5 separate regions of the Mus musculus genome follow, and regions 1, 2, 3 and 5 are each linked to region 4. The links are chromatin contacts, called in public Hi-C and promoter capture Hi-C maps. All regions are on one chromosome and are shown on one strand. The core of a region is the stretch at or near the end of the contact, and the rest is flanking DNA. Distances in the headings are between cores, read along the strand shown.

Region 1 (2,700 bases), core at 133-2,632, 660 kb after region 4:
TCAGTATGTTGATCTTCTAAAAGCCAAAAGAATCTTCAGATGCAATTTTATGAAAAAAGGGATCCTTGGGGCCTTTTTATTTATGTGCAGTTACCCAACCTACACTACGGATTTCCTCCTAGAAGACATTCATTGTCATGAATCAGATGGAAAGCAGTACCTCTGTAGTGTGAAATACCTACCTTCTCGCAAAATGTGTAGGTCACTGCAAAGTCAGATCTGTCCTTGATTTTGCCATAGTAAGACGGGCAATAATCTACATGTGTTTTGGCTTTGATGAAGTGAGGGTCACATTGGTGGTCTTGTCAGCCTGAGCTTAAAACTTGTGGCATTTTTAAAGTTTTAGGGTTATAAGTTATCTCCATAGATGTATACAGAACAAAAGGTGAAATTATAAAGTTTATTTGGCAAACAGCTTATAACCATTTATATGTGCCAGGGCAGTATATACACACTAGAAGGACTACAGAGGCAAGATGCTGCCCCGCTCAAAGAGTAATGCAGTAACATTTAACTCTTATTTCACTCCAGAAACATTCAAGGATTTCTTTTAAGTTTCCTAGATCTCCTTCTAAACCCAATGGACTCAGAATTTTTGGGAGTCAGGCTGGGCAGGGTGATGAAAAGGGCTAGTTAGGAATTTCGGGGGCTGCTCTGTGCTGGGACCACTGAGCTGGATTAGAAAACAAATGTTGCAGAGCCCAAGTGAGCTTTATCAGTGTATGACCCATGGATCTGTCAGGACAAAAGGCACACATGCTTGCCACCATGCTGTCTGACTCAGCGTTTGCCAAAGCTGCCAGGTCTGGAGGTGGACATCACGGCTAATAGCATTCGACTTTAGTGCAGAGTGATGCCCAACATGGAGTCCAGAGTTTGATGTTCTGTGGATTCCTTTGCTTCTTGGTCTCAACCTATAGTCTCCATTAGAAATGAGGCTGCCCCTGAATGTAGGCTAGAAAAAGGGTTTTTTTTTCTTCTGCTCTCTAATTTGCTTTATATGATTAGTAGGACAAAGAAGGTAGATAAAATTACATGAGATAGCCTAGCCATCAGTGAGTAAGCAAGAAAAATCAGGAGACAGCTCAGGGTTTAAGCCACATGTGAGATTACAAGAGGCATTATTTTAGGACCATGGTCTCTGTTTCCCCTGGAACAAGGACAAGCCAGTCATTTTTAATGTTCACTTTATCTAATAAAACACATTTATCTCCTTTTGTATTCCAGAGTGAGGAGCATAGCATGTGTGTCAGTCAGGAGTACAGTTCTGCTAACAGATGATCACAGGGGACTAACATGTATGCATTCTGTAGTACACTGTTGACAGCAAAGGGGTGAAGTAAACTGTGGATTAAAAATAGAGCCTTATGTAATAGAATACCACTCTGTTGAACAACTCTGACCAAACCAGAGGACAGTGTGTTAAGTGACATAAAAGACACAAAAAGCCAGCACTGAGTGGCTCACTCTGACAGAATCTGTTCAAATGCTGGTCATGATGGGCCCCTTGAACGTCCCACTTGCAACCTGAAGCACGTAGGTGGAAAACAGACAGACAAATCAAGCACTTACTAGTAACAAATCATAAAGAAATGCATTTTAAAACGGTTTTTGATGTGCACTTTCTTATAATTTATTAAACACAAGATCTAATGAAATGTTCTCTGTGTGTATGAGAGTGGATGTATGAGAGAGAGAGAGAGAGAGAGAGAGAGAGAGAGAGAGAGAGAGAGACCAAGTGTATGTTCTTTGTGTAGTTCTGGCTGTCCTAGAAATTCTGTTTGGACTAGGCTGGCCTTGAACTCACAGAGCTCTGTATGCCTTTGCCTCCGGAATGCTGTCTTGTGTGTTTTATGTAAAGAGGCTTTCGCTGAATGCTTGTTACTTCAGGACATAGAGAATCTGATTTTTTTCAGAGTTGAATGGTTTTTATTTTACAGTCATCAACATAAAAACGTATTTCACATACATATGTGATAAGAGATAGCTGGCGTAGTTTAGGACCATCTCATAAGTTGTTGGAAGTCTGTCAAAATCAGCCTGGCCTGGCCTGGCTGCCCTGAACTCAGAGGAGCTTCAGTGCCAAGTAAAACTACAGGGTGGAGTTGAAAACCAGGCTCTCTGAAGCTCCTCCTTCCCTCTCTTGCCCCAGAAGGAGAGTTCACAAAAGGGAAAAGAGCTGAGAGCAGCCAGAGACACTGCATCCCCTTCCTGGTTGATGGTTAGAGACTGAGCACAGTGGGGTGTGGCAAGGGTGATTGATGGCTACCACAGTCTAGAAAGAAGTGCTCAGTCCTAATGACTACTTGGTCCTCTGGTCTGTCCAGTAAGGAGAGTTCACCTACTGCAGCTGGTATCTTTGTCATCTGTGGCTTGCTTTCTATTACCACAGTTTTTACTGTATAAGGATGTCATACAATATGTTTGCTCAAATCTGTCCCTTCAATCCTTCCCCTCCAATTCTTTCCTGTCCCCCTCCCCCACTTCTCCCTGCCAGTTCCATGTGTTCTGTTGTGGAGTCCATTGAGTACACTTCGTGTTGCCTGTATATAAATGCCACCACACTTTTTTGTTTATTTTAAAGTAGACCAAGCAGTGAACGGAGAGAGGACAATAGAGAAAAAGATTCTGTGCTTACAAGCACGGGTTTAAGGACAAAGTAGCTATCTCCAGTGACTTTATTTGTACCTTAACTAAGAA
Region 2 (2,700 bases), core at 100-2,599, 870 kb after region 4:
AAAACAGATGAACAAGAGAATAGAAAAGAGATTTGTAGGGAACAGGACATGGGAAAGGAAGGGAGGCAGATGAGAGAATTCTAAATACATTACATCCATGCATGAAACTGTCAAAGAACAAAATGAACGAACATGTCTTGTACAAGAAAAACTCATTTAAAAATTTTACTAGTTAGCAAAAAATCATATAAACAAATATATAATTATTGAGCTACTGGTAAGAGGTAAAATAAATCTAACATTCTTCAATAAAAATATTTTTCAATGTAATTTTACCTTTCTGAACTTTGGGGAGGCTGGCCTGAGCACCCTTTTAAAAGATGATGTGAAAATTTTGCTGATGGCTGTCTGAAGCATGGTGCATGGTTATTTCTGAATATTTGTTCTCATGCAACATGGCTGACATAATCATATTCTCAGATCCTTCACACAAATAGTGACTTTTGTGTTTGCTGTTACTGCCTGGGATTTTTTTTTTTTTTTTTTTGCCATGAAGAATCCTATGAATTCAGTTCTTCCTCACCAGCTAGGCTGTGGAGGAAGCAGGAAACAGGGGACAAGGGGCAAGTTCTTGGCATCCCTTGTAATGCATAAGCTGCTGAAGCTGGGAAGGGACCATCACATGAGCAAGACACAGAATTTTCATCTGACTCCGGTTACCTGTGCTGCTCAAACTTCTGGGTGCACAGTAGTCACTGGGGTTGGGATGGTGGACACTTATCGTCTGGTCCAGATGTTTGGAAAGGCAAGGAGACTGAATTGTTGTTTCAGATTTGTTTTATTTTATATGTATGCGTGTTTTGCCTGAACATATGTATGTGCACCATGCATGTGTCTAGTAATCACTAGATCTCCTAGAACTAGAGTCACTAATGGTTGTGACCCACCAAGGCAGATGCTGGGAGCCCAAACCTGGCCCTCTGTAAGAGCAGGAAGTGTTCTTAACTACTGAATTATATCTTCATCTCCAAGATTCTGCTTATAACAAACTCTGCAGTGACAAAGTTTCAGGATCAAGACATTACACTACTTTTGTTTTACCTTTAAAGCCGAAACCTTTGATGAACTCACAGGATACCATGCTATTCACAAATGAATGTAAAAATACACAATTGGTCATTGAAAAGTTTTGTTTTTAAAAGTATAGAATGTTCTTTCTAATGAAAAAGAAATATAAATCAGGAAGGGAAGGCATTTCCCCCTATTTAAATCCAGAGAGAGGATATTTATAAGTCTGGCTGATTGCGTTGCATCATAGAAAATAATTTTGGCTGCATTTCACGAGCCTCGTCTCAGTGAAGCTCATTGTCCACAAGATGGCACTGCTGGGCCACCACACTATTGGGAGGTACCAGCGCTGGATCTGTCCAGTTGTCTGGTGAACAGCAGGGGAGCAGGACCTGAGACCAGAGGAAGTCTCTGAGCCTATTTCCGAAGTCATTATTTCCACAGGATCTCCATGTCCCTCTGCTTCAAATGAATGAATCACGGGCACTGAGACAGAAACATTAGGGGGTTGAAAAGAAAAGAGGAAAAAGGAAAAACTAAGAAGAAAAATGAGGGCCCCAGGAAATATGGAGTGCCACATTTCAATCTGTCTCTTATTCTTTTGACAACAACTGTCGAGAAAGTCAATATGCAGGTGCTGGGGAAGGCAGAGCACCTGTATGGGCAGGTGGATGGGCAGATGGGCTGATGGAGGAAACAGTAGCTAAAGACACCTAGAGCACAGACTTGAGAAGGTGATGGGGAACAGAAGGGACCGGGTGATGTTCTGCTGAGACTTAGAGCAGCAGTGGAGGCTGAGACAATCTAAGCACAGCAAAGAGGCAGAAGCCAGAGAGAGCGGGTTAAAAGTCTCTAGGTGGGACTGCGCACAATGGACACTTACTCACAGTGATTGCCAAGAGAAGAACCAGGGAGATGAGGCTGACAATGACTGCCTCGGGCTTGGTGCCAGCTCACCCCATGCTAGGTGTGAGTACCATTTCAAGTGAGCAAAGTACAGAGCCTCAGATGTACAGAGCCTCTCATTCAAACTTCAAGAGGCAGCAAAAAGCAGACCCTGATCTGGACTCCTATAGTGCTGGCCACTACAGTCCTTCAGAAGGGAACAACTATGGACCCACTACTAGTAAGACTGGCTTGGGGATATGTGGAACCATGAAAGGCAGCCTGGCTTCTGGTTGAGCTAGGTTTGAAACCCTGGTGACCCCACAGGTGACCCTGCAAGGGATGGTAGGTGTTTTGCCACGCTCCTCGATGCCAGGCCCCTAACATGAGGCAGCAGCTCTCCATAGGCCTGTGGCCATCAGTCACGTAAGGGCAACGTCCCAAGCCCCTCCACAGGTAGAAAACCACAGGTCATGTAGCCTCACCACAGATCTCCATTTTAATGAGGTACCTAAAGTTCTGAAGGGCTTATCCAGTAAACTTCCCTTCCCAGACATTCCTCCCTACAAAAGGTATTTAACCTCGGGCCTGTCCTGAGAAGGTGGGGTACAGTTTTACTTATCACAACTCTCTGCCATAACAATAAATGTCTTAAAGCCATGGACTGTCTCTTTTCGTCAGGATCCTCTGTGGGGAGCAATGGAACAGGCCTTCATCTAAAGAGCCGAATGCTAATCTCTCACAGACAGTCTCTCAGCTCTCCCAACCATGGCTTCCACCAAGCCAAGCCAAGGACTCTCTCCTCTA
Region 3 (2,700 bases), core at 6-2,505, 700 kb after region 4:
CTCTTCATTTATTAAATGTATATGTATTTACAGGGGAGGCCAACTCCCCAGAATTGGAGCTGGAGAGATGGATCACTGGCCAACAGCTCGCTTGGCTCTCAGTTCTGACAGCAGACAGCTCACAACTGCCTACAATTCCAGCTCATAACTGTCTATAATTCCAGCTCCAGGGCACTCCCATGCTCAGGTATGTATACCCACATACAGATAAATACATACACATACTTTAAAATAATAATTTCTAAAAAAAATCTTTAAAGACCCAGACTGTCTTTGATGCTCTCAGGCTGAGCTCGGTGGCCAGAGACCTAATGCTGAAAGTGCAGCAATATTCCCAGGCGTCAGTGAGGTCCCAGGACAGTCAGGAGGCCCTGGTTCCTGCCACCTCGTCCTGATGTTTTAGGTAGTACCAGACAAGCCACCTCACCCCTCCAGGCTTCCATTACTCCATCCTCAGATCCGAGAGCCACTGAAGGGTTTTGATCCCGTTTCCCCCAAAAGACCTGCTTTGTAAAGCCAGTGGCTGACACTCTACAAAGTATAGCACCTGCTAGCCTTGAGTGTGGGCCTCGAGTTCATATACAGTGTCCTAGATTTTTCTCCCATGAACGTTGGGGTGGGGGGACACTAGAAAACTCAGAATGTTGCCTTCTCTAGTTTTGGTGACTGATGCACTACACCCTCCAGCTCCTCGGGACGTTTGTTTTTCAGTTTGTTTGGCAGTGTAATCAGTTTCCTAACAAAATGATCTTTGGAGCCGCTGTAGTGTCCTAAGAACCTGTAGGTAGAGTTTAAACAAAGGCCGGAGCAGTAAGTGTTGCAATGTCTGTCAGGGGGAAAAAGGCCAACTACTAAACCAACCAAGCAACAAAAAACAGAAGCCAAGCTCTCTAAAACATTTCCACAGCAAAGGCTCTGCCCTCTCCGGAGAGCATGCAATCCCTTCTAAAGCTCCCTCCTCTGCCAAGGTCTTCTGATGATGACCATTGTCCTGCATTCTAGAAACACCTGTCTCTGCCCCATGCGTTTTGGAGCTAGGGCAGCGCTCCTGTTCTGCTCCGAGAGAGGCTGGCGTACTCTACTCCCTCACCCTCCTCGCCCTCCTCGCCCTCCTCGCGACAGTCCCCGGCTGACTCGTAGGACCCTGACCTCTCACCTCCTAAGCACCTGGCAGCGGGCGCGGGCAGCGCCCTTTGGAGCGGGGGCGGGCCCCAGGGGATCGGGATGGCCTGCTGCTGGCGTCTGGGGTTCTCTCAGCCAGGACGATGGAGTCGATGGTGGCGCCGGGTGAGGTGCTCATGAGCCAGGCCATCCAGCCGGCTCATGCCGACTCCCGCGGCGAGCTGAGCGCAGGGCAGCTGCTCAAGTGGATGGACACCACCGCTTGCCTGGCGGGTAGGTGCCGGCCCACGCGAGGGCACCGTCGGTCGGGGAGGGCTGCTGCTGGTGGCCAGGGAGGTGATACTGTCCGGGGATCCTGAAGGACTGGAGTGTCTGAAATTAGGGATGCGCTAGGCTGGCGTGGAAGCCAGAGAGAGCGTGGGAAAAGGAAGGAAGCAAAGTAAAGGGCAGTGTTCCCAGAGCTGAGAGCAGCCGCAGACAGGAATGACTAAGATAGCTGCTGACAGCGACCTAGACTAGTGGTTCTCACATGTTTATTTGGCTGGATTCCTTTCAACTCACAAAACAAAGTGAAGACATCCTCTCCCCGCCTCCACGCAAAGACTTTGCTATATAGATTGCGTATATCTGTACTTAACCATATTTAAAATTCTAAAGATAGAGTTTATTGACTAAGTAGAACTGAGGCTGGAAAAAGTGTTCACACTGCAAGCATGAAACCCCAATTCACTTTGTAGTCTCATAGGCGCGCGCGCGCGCGCGCGCACACACACACACACACACACACACACAAATGTGCACATGTTACTATATTTTCTTAACAAACAACTACATTATTTACTGCAACAGCAAAAGTGTTCTTGCACAACTGGTCAGAATTCATGCTTTTCATGATTTAAAAGCTTGATTGCTCCTTTGCCAGGTTCTCTTCTGTGTTCAGTTTACTACCATTTACTGTTAGGCAGGCAGGGGAAACTTGATATTCCTGAGAGAGAATGGGAGTAAGAAGGCCTGCTGGTATAATCCAGTTGCGAAGGGCTTGCCTAGCTTGCTTGAGGCCGGTGTGATTTCCATCCCAGCACTAAGCGTTGGGGGTGGTGGCACAAAATCATCTAATAAGGACTGAATGATGTCTCTCTCCATGCCATCTCTGAAGTTTGTATTTTGAAAGTGACAGCAAGTACCGTGGTGTGGCTGTGTCGTATAATCGAGGATTAAAGAGATGAGAAGAACACAACCTCATCTCAGGGCACTAAGTCTTTTAGATCTTAGAAGCACGTGACACGTGAGGCCGCAGCAAGAGCCGGCCTGCAAACCAGGAAGAGAGTTTTCACCAGTCTGGTGGACCTGACAGCCTTCAGAACTCTGAGAAACCGAATGTCTATTGTCCAAGCCACCCAGTCCATAATGCTGTGCTATGGCCACCCCAGAAAAGGCAGCTGCTCAGCATTGTTATGATTTATGATCTGACTGTGACCGACTTACGCCTAAAGATAAAAGAAAGGCCTGCTTTTAAAACCAGTGTGTTGTAATATAAATGGCTTTCTAACTAAAAGCCTAGGTTGAGCAGTACATGAA
Region 4 (2,708 bases), core at 192-2,691:
TTGACTTATCCAGAAAGCATCTGCTGATGCTTGCCTACGGATGACGATGTGAATAACAAAATTAGCAAGGTGAGCATGGCGTGTGTGTAAAATGCCACGTAACTATCAAGCACAGATCCATAATCAATGCTTCTCACTTTGTAGGTAATCAACACTGATATCCTTCACTACTTTTTATATGTTTGCGTACCATCTGGTAGGAGGGCAAATAAACAGACACATTATTATACTGCAGTGTGTGAGGTGATGACATGGTCTGATGAGAGATATGAGACAGGACGTGGGAGGAGCAAGGGTAGTCAGCATGTTAGCTGAGTCTCAGGCAGACACTGAATCATATACAGGAGCCACAGGAACTCAAAGCACAGTGGATTTGCATGTCAAGAAACAAAACAGATTCAGAAGAAATCTCAACCAGTTGATAAAGGGGGCAATGTCAGTTTCAATGGGAACTACCAAACCCTTGCTTTACTTTTCCTGTGTGTGTATGTGTGTATGTGTGTGTGTGAGTGTATAGAAAAAAAATCAAAGTTAAGCAGAGAAATTGATTTTTACTAACAGATGCAAAAGAAACTCTAACTCCTGTCACAAACAAATAAACTATTTTTTGCAACATCAAACAAAAGAAAAAATGGGGAGGAATGAGGAAAAAAGGAAAGAGAAAGAAAGACAGACAGACAAGACCCTTGGGCAAGAATTTTTACAATCATCCTGTTTCTAGGTCAGATTCTCTTGGTAGGAAACAAACAACAACAACAACAACAACAACAACAACAAAACCACCACCAATAACAAAAGCCCAGGCCTGGAATAAGAAGACGACGCTAGGAATGCATTCTCTACACCATCAGACTTTTAACACATGAACAGCCAGGCTAAGCAGACGTTGAAAGGAGGACTGGACTAGGGAGAATACGTTAAAAAATGACTCATAAATGAAGAATGGTGCATTCTTAGAAGGCCCCTGAGTTTACGTTAGGTAAAAGCAAAATTTAAAAGTACACAGAATGATCAAGCAATGAACCATTTTCCAGTTTTCTCCACAAGAAAACATCTCAATATGCTTTATAAAATATAATCCCATATTTTAATGTGCATAAGCAAATGAATTCTGGAATTAAAAAGAACTAAAAATCAATTCCATACAAGACAGAATGAGAGGTTGGGAATATATTTTTACAAAAAACAAATGACCTCTTTGGTTTTCTTTATCAGGTACACAGGAAGGGTGCCTTGAAATTCTAAAAATAGAACCAGGAGTGCTACTTGTGTATGTGTGTTTTAAGAACTAAAATCACCATGTAGAAAGGCATGCAGGAAGCACACTAATGTCATTAAAATATAATTGGACTTGCAGGAACAATCACTGTGCTGTGCTGTAAGGGGAGCTGTTGGCACGTGCAGAGCACAGAGCCAGCGTGAGCTCATCAGCCGGTCTCGGCAAGACCCACTTCCAGCTAGAAGCAGCCATGTTGCAATCCCTCGCATCCCTGATGCTGACAAGCTAAAGGACTTGTTTTGTCTCTGGAAATTCGTCTCTGGTGATTAAGTGCTTACAGTGAATACCGATCACATGAAAGAACAGTTCTGAAGAATCCGAATGAGTGCCCTGTGTCCTCTACCTGCAGCCCTGGCTTGTCTTTGAATCTAGATAGCGCTAGGCAGGGCGACTGCAAACTAGAATCAAGGAAGCATTCCCCACCTCCTCTACCCCACGTAACAAATATATTCCCCAACTTTTAGTAGAGGGCACAGTGTAGAGACAAGAAATCCTCTTTAACCTCTGGACTCTAAATCAAATATTATTACAATAAAGCAAATGTTTTAAAGGTTAGGAGTAATCATATGGATGAATCTGCAGCAAGAGTTTGAGAGTTAGTAACTATCTGTGTCCTCAAGTCCCAGGTTAAAAATTTACCCAAAATTGTCAGTTCTTAGGAACTGCACCTCAGATTAAAATCTTCTCACCAGGGATTCTCTAAGAATTTGCTCTTGTTTTAAATCGTAAGTGCTTGTAAAACTGCCAGCCCTGCAAAACTGGAGACCATTAAACAATATAAAGCAGTGAGTGATTAAACCCACCAAATACACACTCAAAGCAGCTTATGCTACTTTTTAATTAAAAATAAGAGATCATTGGCTAAATTCACATGTCTTAGCTATCCAGAAATTAGTAGTCTGCAAATGCAAACTGTTACCGAGAAAGGCATGCACAAAACCACACACAAGGTAAGAGGTGGACTGGATGGAGCTCTGAGTCCAAGGCCTGAAGTTGACCTAATTTACCCAGGGCATACCCAGACATCTCCAAGCTGCAGTGTGAGGACTCCATGTGGCATCATTAGCAGAGGCCTCCAAGGAGACAAGGTGTCCACCTTCTTGTCAGGCAATGCGTTAGATCACAGCATATCGAGGCACTGAGGCATGAGGTGTGTAGATGACTAGTGGAGGTGTTACTGCTATTCTTAAATACCCCTTAACCTAACCAATAAGCATTTCTTGAAATAACCATAAGCTCTTGGTGAAAGAAGCCCAGGAACTTAGGAGTTAATGGCATCACTTGAGACAGAAAGAAATTTTTTACTGCAAAGTTAGAAGTAAATAAACATTGCAGCTTTAAGTTGTTCCTACTTGTTTAAAGTCAAGAAAGGCCAGGGGGCTTAGTCAACTTCAGGCAAGGGGCCAAAACTGTGAAGATGAGATTTAAG
Region 5 (2,705 bases), core at 185-2,684, 830 kb after region 4:
ACTGAGGAACTGATGAGCTTGCGGCTACCAGGCCTCTCCAAGGAAATTCCTAAGCATCAAAGAAATTCTAAGCATGTAAACACTTATGAAGTTGTTTTTTTACACTGGCCTAAGAAATCAGCTTATCAGACACCTTATCTTCTATATTAACATCTATATACAATTCTCTGCATTTTACTGATGACATAGATGTCTAAAATTGCTGTGACAAATAAGTAACTTCTTGAAGTTGTTCTAGAGACCTGAAATGGCCAGACAAGGGCCCTATCACGTATACTCCTCTGTCCTCCACAGGCTCCAGTGTTGCCAGGATTTTTTTTTAACTAACTTCAAGGATGTGGAGATGTGCTAAGGCATCCTGGCCCCTATGAACAGCAGGCAACACTAACGCTGTGCTGTCATATTCTCAATTCTGCTTTCTAAGCAAAGAGACAAATGTCACTCTGAGATTTATTGTAAATTCATCAAGGGGAAAAAAGTTCGAATCAAATGCCTTCTAAGCCATAAGGGTTCAATAGAAAGGTAGAGCACATTGTTCCTAAGCTAACAGGAACTGTGTTCATATCTGCAGGTGTGGCAAATTTTTTACCCTTGGGTTTCTTCCAGAGTGTCTTGGGACCCCTGATCTCTAGGTCTGGATTTCAAGCCCAGCAGAAAGCATGTGATTGATTCAGGGACTAACTCCTGACTGAGGGACTCCTAAGTGTCAGGCATTGTGGTAGATAGCAGAGGCAAGAGAAGACAGTGAATAAATGCTGTGTTCTTCAGGGACTCCTAAGTTTTCTAGGAATGATGGATAAGAAACACAGCAAATGAAATAATTATATGTGGAGATTGATGCTGGAGAGGAAACAAGCAAGATATTCTTCAGGGGATCTTGCATGATGCCTACTTTCAATAAAGCTGTTCAGGCAAAGAGAACAGAGGGTCCAAGGCTGGACAGACCTGATTGGGAAACCTGCTGTTCATAGGAGCCAGGTAAGTGACACTGCACCAGGCAGAGGCATTTAGAACCATCAGAACATCTGTACCTGCTCCAACCAGGACAGGCAAGCGAGAAGACTGCCATGTTCATTCTCAAGGTCATGGAAGCCCACACCAGGGAATCCTGGGGCTTGGTGGGAAGAGCAGGCGATGTACATTATATGCGACAATTATGACTTCCTTGGCATGTTACATCTGGGTAACTTCATCTCCTTTTGCTTTTGATTTCTGTTAGTAAAATGGCCTGGCAGCCTATGCTGTGGAGGAGAAGCTGCAGAGATCCATATTAGCACCAAGAGAGGCTCATGCCTCTCCCCCAGGGTCGCAGATTCATTCAGATCATGAAACAAAACAAAAGGTTGGCAGGAAAGAGCTAAATATCAACCAAACATTATGTCTTTCACAAGTGTATAAAATCAAATCCATTTCATGCAGACATCACTCAGGGCCTGCCATGGAGACTGTTGCTAAGGACACAGTTGTCAGCCTAACATTCAGATTGGCTCTAGAGCTTTTGTGGTCTTAAATTTTTTATATTGCTTCTAAATGTTGGTTTTTAATCTTGGACCTATGCAGGAAATTAGGCCAAGCTGTTTTAGCAAAGCATTGTCATTTTGGGGGGCTTCTTGCTGTTCTTCCAATTAGTACTTTCGTGTCTCTATTCCCTACCCCACCAGGCTGCAACCTGACATCTCAGCCCACATAAACGATGCTTCCTTCTACACCAATGGGTTGTTTTGCTTTTTTGTTTTTCTCTATTGGTTCCCTGAGCACTCACAGGCTGGTTTGGGCTTCACAGTCTTTTCATCTTGCTGGTGAACTCAGCTCTCACAAGTCTCCCTTAATGTTAGGGAATCCCTGCGTGTTGTATGACCCTGGTGATGAGTATATTCTTCAAGCCCAAGAAATTCCATCTATTGGCATGACCACAGCTACCTGATCAATAAGCATCCACTCCTTACTTTATAGAATTCCAGTCACACCTCACATAAGGAGGCTGTGGTCAACACTGGTTGACAGGGATTATAGCCAAACCGCTCCAATTGTCTAGAAATGTGGTATTCCTCATAAGGTCATAATGTCATGTGACACATCACAGATATTCTTGTGGTGATCCTTTTATAAACACACTTGGGCTCCCACAAATATAAAAGCATGGCATGCACAATGATTGACAGGATGGAATACTTGGTAATACATGGCTGTTACTATTTTTTATTTGCTATAATATATTTTATCAATATTTGACTGTAAAATTACCTGCAATGCTATCAGGTGGCAGTTTCAGTTAATCTCATGTTTCCTGGTCTTTTGGTCGCATCAAGAAGCCATGTGGTCATCAACTTCTATCCCAGGGGTTCTCATTCTTCCCAATGCTGTGGCCCTTTAATATAGCTCCTCAGGTTGTGGTGACCCCAACCATAAAATTATTTTCATTGCTACCTCATAACTGTAATTTTACTACTGCTATGGATTGTAATGTAAATATCTGAGTTTTCTGATGGCCTTAGGTGACACCTCTGAAAATGTCTTTTGATCCCCAAAGGTCCATGACCCCATAGGCTGAGAACCACTACTCTAGCATCTATTCTTGTGGAAGTATTGTATGCACAAATATTGATGTTTGCACAATGAGAAATTATCTAGGGATGTAGACATCAGGCAATCTTGCCAGTTAAAGACCCATGGCTAGGCTTATATTCAGCAGTCTGCCCAATTTC

The links. Promoter capture Hi-C pulls out the DNA fragments that hold promoters and counts their contacts. A called contact is a pair of places that touch in the nucleus more often than the background predicts.
Region 1: a Hi-C map of the N1E-115 cell line shows a contact between it and region 4, with 4 times the contacts expected there. The contact joins two enhancer-like sites. A contact is called at or near these places in 1 of 15 datasets of contacts at CTCF or cohesin (the NIH/3T3 cell line), 4 of 484 Hi-C or Micro-C datasets (the N1E-115 cell line, cerebral cortex and cortical neurons) and 1 of 115 datasets of contacts at active chromatin or transcription factors (astrocytes).
Region 2: a contact with region 4 is called in a Hi-C map of cortical neurons, with 5 times the contacts expected there. The contact joins two enhancer-like sites. A contact is called at or near these places in 2 of 484 Hi-C or Micro-C datasets (the N1E-115 cell line and cortical neurons).
Region 3: a promoter capture Hi-C map of the C10 cell line shows a contact between it and region 4, with 4 times the contacts expected there. The contact joins the promoter of Acot12 here to the enhancer-like site in region 4. A contact is called at or near these places in 6 of 39 promoter capture datasets (the C10 cell line, cranial neural crest, frontonasal cranial neural crest and 2 more) and 2 of 9 other capture datasets (adipose tissue and liver).
Region 5: a promoter capture Hi-C map of hippocampal neurons shows a contact between it and region 4, with 2.1 times the contacts expected there. The contact joins two enhancer-like sites. A contact is called at or near these places in 3 of 39 promoter capture datasets (HPC-7-derived erythroid cells, hippocampal neurons and liver).

Annotation. Positions count from the first base shown.
Region 1 is chr13:91,694,214-91,696,913 of GRCm38.p6, forward strand. The region is part of intron 16 of Ssbp2 (single-stranded DNA binding protein 2); the gene reads left to right. Among named protein-coding and RNA genes, the nearest start is that of Gm22778, 28 kb to the right of the region's middle. Within about 2 kb of position 1,383, at least 30 of the 459 cell types and tissues checked have an H3K27ac peak or open chromatin away from gene starts, as enhancers often do. A contact at or near this core is called in the N1E-115 cell line, where this site is marked.
Region 2 is chr13:91,907,087-91,909,786 of GRCm38.p6, forward strand. All of the region lies in intron 19 of Rasgrf2 (RAS protein-specific guanine nucleotide-releasing factor 2), which reads right to left. Among named protein-coding and RNA genes, the nearest start is that of Gm46435, 16 kb to the right of the region's middle. Within about 2 kb of position 1,350, at least 17 of the 459 cell types and tissues checked have an H3K27ac peak or open chromatin away from gene starts, as enhancers often do. A contact at or near this core is called in cortical neurons, where this site is marked.
Region 3 is chr13:91,740,266-91,742,965 of GRCm38.p6, forward strand. Acot12 (acyl-CoA thioesterase 12) reads left to right here and starts at 1,256. Exons shown (of 15, transcript NM_028790.3): 1 at 1,256-1,395. The coding sequence starts at 1,266. It overlaps 4833422C13Rik (RIKEN cDNA 4833422C13 gene), which reads right to left and starts at 1,607. Exons shown (of 2, transcript NR_015501.1): 1 at 1,157-1,607.
Region 4 is chr13:91,037,945-91,040,652 of GRCm38.p6, forward strand. The region is part of intron 4 of Atg10 (autophagy related 10); the gene reads right to left. Among named protein-coding and RNA genes, the nearest start is that of Gm46434, 110 kb to the left of the region's middle. Within about 2 kb of position 1,442, at least 128 of the 459 cell types and tissues checked have an H3K27ac peak or open chromatin away from gene starts, as enhancers often do. A contact at or near this core is called in the N1E-115 cell line, cortical neurons and hippocampal neurons, where this site is marked.
Region 5 is chr13:91,867,342-91,870,046 of GRCm38.p6, forward strand. All of the region lies in intron 1 of Ckmt2 (creatine kinase, mitochondrial 2), which reads right to left. Among named protein-coding and RNA genes, the nearest start is that of Ckmt2, 8.2 kb to the right of the region's middle. Within about 2 kb of position 1,435, at least 6 of the 459 cell types and tissues checked have an H3K27ac peak or open chromatin away from gene starts, as enhancers often do. A contact at or near this core is called in hippocampal neurons, where this site is marked.